Regions from separate parts of the Lactuca sativa genome. Here region 1 is linked to region 2. A link is a contact called in public Hi-C data. All regions are on one chromosome and are shown on one strand. The core of a region is the stretch at or near the end of the contact, and the rest is flanking DNA. Distances in the headings are between cores, read along the strand shown.

The links. Hi-C and Micro-C count contacts between places; a contact is called where the count stands out from the background.
Region 1: a Hi-C map of leaf shows a contact between it and region 2, with 5 times the contacts expected there. The contact joins the promoter of LOC111881444 here to the promoter of LOC111899317 in region 2. A contact is called at or near these places in 2 of 4 Hi-C or Micro-C datasets (leaf and seed).

What each region holds. Positions count from the first base shown.
Region 1 is chr8:65,830,222-65,832,921 of Lsat_Salinas_v11, reverse strand. LOC111881444 (DELLA protein GAI1) reads left to right here and starts at 1,341. Exons shown (of 1, transcript XM_023877838.3): 1 at 1,341-2,700. The coding sequence starts at 1,722.
Region 2 is chr8:65,587,003-65,589,702 of Lsat_Salinas_v11, reverse strand. LOC111899317 reads right to left here and starts at 1,309. Exons shown (of 2, transcript XM_023895169.3): 1 at 611-1,309; 2 at 163-522. The coding sequence starts at 848. The coding sequence ends at 338.

The DNA.
Region 1 (2,700 bases), core at 92-2,591, 240 kb before region 2:
AGGCTGGATCAATAAATTATATATATGATTAGCAATAGCTAAATATAATCCCCGATAATATATCTGCCTATTGCATGTATTCAATGTTTTATCAACAACTTTAAGATCGTTTTCTATTCAATGAGAAAAAGAGATATGTTTTACTGCAATTTACCAAGAAAAGTCAAATTGCAATTGGTTTGACCTCGTAAGTCAAAACGACACTACCAATAGGATTGATAGGGACTGAAGCATAAGTCATCAACTCCTTGAGCTTGACCAACTTGTATACTTGTTGATTGCTTAATCGTTGCATGTATTATAATGTATGTGTAATTGTACCTGTTCAAAAAAAAAATCAAGGATTACTGCAAGTAGAAGATTAAAATTTGGTTAATGTTACCTTCAAAAAGAATTGGAAACTCAGACAACATACCAACTTTTAGTTGAAGCTCAACAACATCAAGGCTGGTGGCTTGTGATTCATTAAACTCGCCATCTTCGTTTACATTAATAGTAAATGTTTTTGCACATCAACTGTTTGTTAAAATGTCAAAGCAAATAAAAGCGATCAACAAACAATTGACAGAGTTTAGATTACCAAGATTGTGAAAGGGGTTCGATAGAATTAGTCATGAAATTGAAATTACAATGAAGTATTTGTATTAGAACTGTTTTTTACCTTCAAATTAAAACCGAACCAACACAGAATAGTGTGATCTCACATAGTATAATCTTCGATCTTCATCCATGTACTTCGAGAACTACTTTAAGAGGTAGAAATTCGAGGAGCTTGGTGGGTAAGAAACTAAGAGAAGAAGCGAGGATTAATTCTGACGAGATATGAAGTCGAATAAACCCTAGTCAAACCGATTCAATTTTGGAGATGATTTGTTTCCTGATTTCTGGCGAATTAGTTTTTGATTTGTTGATGATAATTTCTTACTGATTTTATGGGGTGCATTATTAATAAGAAAGAAAGTAAACTGACGAGGAAAATTAGGAAATAAAACAGGCCAAAATGTTCGAGCCGGAAAAGATAATAACGGCTTCTTATAAGGAGGACACGTGGCATATAAGAACGTAGAAAAATTGACACGTGACAGTTTAAAGAGTCTTTTATTAGAACAGAAGACTTAAACAAATATTTTTATCATACACTTCTACTTACATGTAGTTTTTACAACCACAACATATATTTCCATAATCATAAATAAGATGTATTATAGTTTTTATTTCCAATTCATCTTTTTGCTATTAATTATTATTCCACACTTGGAATTTATTTCACATGATTCCTTTCGTTACAATTATTTTATATACCATATAAAAGTTATAAAGATGAAAATTTGATGTTGTGTGAAGGAGTATATATTTTTTTGTTGTGATGAAGATAGAGAAGAAGAGGGGTTGAAGTTGAGGTTGAGGTTGAGGTTGTGTTGTGTTGTGTTGTGTTGTCCGCCTGTTGGTTCATCGATTATCGCGCCCACCCCTCACGAGCGTTTCTTCATCTCTCTCTCTCATCTCCACACCACTTGTATTTGCTGTACCATTTTTATACTTCCACCTATCATCTTTCTCTCTCTGATAATCACTCGCACTATCATCGCTTCCCCCAATCACAAATGCTCAGATTCTTCCACCCATTCACAGATTGTTAACCCATACCCCTTTTCCCGATCCCCAATCGGTGGATTTAAGTTCTACAGAAAAGACTCTGAAGAAGAAAAAAGAAAAAAAAGATGAAACGAGAATACCCACAGCAGGATTACACCTTCTTTAATGGCGGCAGTTCCACTTCCGCTTCCGCCTCCACCGCCGCCGCCTCTGGTTCTGGGTTTTCAGATGTCACCGGGAAATCGAAGATGTGGGATGAGGTTGAAGAGCAAGACGCCGGCGTTGATGAGCTGTTGGCGGTGCTTGGGTACAAAGTTAAGTCGTCTGATATGGCTGATGTTGCGCAAAAGATCGAGCATCTGGAAGGTGTTTTGGGGAACGATGATGGGTTGTCTCAGCTTGCTTCTGATTCTGTTCATTATAACCCTTCAGATCTATCTTCGTGGCTTGAATCAATGATTTGTGAGCTGAACCCCACAAATCAACCCACTGTTATAGATGATTCGTTTGTGAACAATACCTCCTCTGTAACTCCGTCAGCTGTGGACTCATCTTCTGTCTTCGTTGACGATCTACAAAGGATCCCCGGAAACGCAATTTATCCTCCGGCGAAAAAACAAAAACCCTCTTCTCCGTCGACCGGTGCCTCCTCCTCGTACAATCCGAACCCGATTGTTCTTGTGGATACACAGGAAAACGGGATCCGACTTGTTCATACTCTGATGGCTTGCGCCGAAGCTGTCCAGCAAGACGACTTGAAACTAGCTGAAACCTTGGTGAAACAAGCCGGAATTTTAGCTGTCTCTCAAGCCGGAGCTATGAGGAAAGTTGCGACGTATTTTGCCGAAGCTCTTGCTCGAAGAATCTACCGGCTATACCCTAAAACGCCACAAGATTCGCCGGCGTTCCAAGATCTTCTTCAGATGCATTTTTACGAAACCTGCCCTTATCTCAAATTTGCCCATTTTACGGCGAATCAAGCTATCTTAGAAGCTTTTGCAGGTAAGAAGAAGGTTCATGTGATCGATTTTAGCATGAAACAGGGTATGCAGTGGCCGGCTCTGATGCAGGCTTTGGCTCTTCGACCCGGAGGTCCGCCCACTT
Region 2 (2,700 bases), core at 60-2,559:
GTAATTGGCTCAAATAACAATACACATTCTAATGCAATAGAAACACAACTTCTAATGCATAAAGTAAAGATTATTCTATCATATCATTGTGCTTAAAGATTCACTAAAGAAAAAGAGTATGAATGCAATTCAAGAAAAGAAAGAAACCATTGAAGTTGACACTTGGGGAACAAATGAGACACCTTTATTTCATTAGAAATTCATCGCTACAGCGTTTATTCAACTGGGAAATCAAATTCGAATTTTATCAAAACAGAAAAAAGTGAAACAAATCAAATTCTGAAATTGTAAATCAAATTGGGGAAGATAAGTTCCCTACATTGCATTAATCAAGAATTCAATGAGAAGAAACTTTGAAACTGTGTGATTTATTGAACCACGATTTCCAGCTGCCGGAGTTCTTCCTCGTTATTCCCACCGCCGCCGGCTTTCCATCGCCACCCTCCTCCACCGCCTGAGGCCTCTTGCACAGCATGAAGTTTCTAACCCCAAACGATCCAATAGTCTTTAATGGACTCAAAGCTACATCCAAATTATCAGAAACAAATCAGTTGGATCTAAAAAAACAAAATTGAAACATCATATATGATAAATTTACATTTGACAATACCTTCGGTTCCGGCGATTGGGCAATATAGAACGAAATCATGGATATTGGAACCGAGTATTGGGAGACGACCTTCGCGAGCATAAGATTTAAGAGCGGTGTCCATGACGGAAGCAACAAGCTCCTCCTCGTTAACCACAAAACGGATCGGTCCAGCGCTTCCGATAACAGTAATGCTAATCAGAAGCCGGTTTCCGCCGCCTCTCCCGGCCTGATTCTTCTTTTGCTTGTACATCAACATCTTTTCTTCGAATCAAAACACAAAACAAAATCGTTTTCCTTCTAAACAGAACGATTACGAAACAATTAAGCAAATTGAATCTAATAAAACAAAACAAAATACAAAGGTGGGACGACGGTGTCGGTGGGTGTAACGATTACGAATTCAGGGATCAACTCCGACGCAGCGGTGGTACCAGCCTTCCTTGCAAGATCCGAAGGAGAAAGCGGTGGAAAGAGCAGAGATCCCCCTCGAGGAAAGGGGGGAGATCATCAACCGATTACAGAAGATTTCCACCATTCACAATTGGGAATTCTGAGGGAAGAATTGGGGATAACGAAGAAACAAGAAAGTAAAGAATTAGGGTTGGGATCGAGCTGATTGCTTGATTGCGAGGTGTGATATTGAGATAGGGTTACAGGATCGTTATCATATAAAGGTGAAAGAAGGATGAAAAATCTGCCGACCCTTTCGAATGCACGTTTGCCAAATCTCTTATTTTTCTGCTTTTCGGTTATTGCGTCAATCTTGGGGATGGGTATGTTTGTCATTTTACATCCTAAATAGTATCTCGTGTCACATGGATATATTCCAAGTATATTTTTTAAGTTTTTATTTTTGTTTTTCTTCATAATAAATATTTTTATAGAAAATTCTGCTAAAATAGTATATGATATTCTTTGATCTTAGTCTATAAAGTTTCAAAGTTACATGTTTATTCTTTTTAAGCTAGTTTTGTTGTGTATACTTCATTAACTTAACCGGTGTTTTTTTGGCATGTTAAGTCATTGTTCAATTGCCCTTTTACCTAAAAGTTTAGATTTTCTATAAATATTTATCTATTTATCATTGATTAAGGATTAAAATTTAAAATTAGGTGGATACAACTCACATTCCTCTTCAGTTTACAACTAAGAAGGCCCTATCGGATTTTTGACATAATCAATTTAATTGACATAGACAACAAAACATTAGTTAACCCTAAATACCAATCCTCGGTTAATTGTTTTGGAGACTTATAATCAATTTAACTGACATAGACATAATATATATTTTAACCCTAAATCACAATCCTCACTTTATGATTTTGGAATTATTGCTAGTTCTCAATAGTCAATACCAACGTCCAAGCCAAGGCAATATTCTAATTTTATTATACATTTTAATTTTTTTTGTAATTTACGATTAATAACATTATTATGACCAGTGACCAGTAATTTGATATATATATATATATATATATATATATATATATATATATATATATATATATATATATATATATATATCATTTCATTTCATTATTATATATGAAAACCTTTTTATTGTCGTGCCTTCGATATCAATATAAGTCGTTTCTTTTTAGGACACGTCGCCTTACTTTTGAACGACACCATAGACATAACCATCGTTTCATATGATTCGTGTTGTTCCGTATCCACTTTACTTTCTGGAATTCTATACTCAAACACTTCCCTCCTCGCATCGTCCACCCTTCTCAATTCATCCACATATCCTCGTTCTCCATTAACCACAACTCCGAATTCTTATTTAAGAAAACGTTCGACTAAATCCTTCACAGAAAAACTAACCATCGCACCGCTCTCTTTATCACTTTATAGGTGGTGTCGATTCAAAACATGTATCCCACTGCTTCCATCATGCATCAGAACACCTATATTCTCTCTTCTACAAAACTCATTAAACTCTACGTGTATATGAAAGGTTAGAGCAAATCATATGGCATGTTGAAGGTGAAGCATATTACGCGACAACCGCAATCAATTATCTGTCAATTGCCTCTTCCCTGGTTCCCCTAAAGCCTTCCCTATACCACATTCTTCTTTATTCTTTCAGCGACACCCCAATTCCT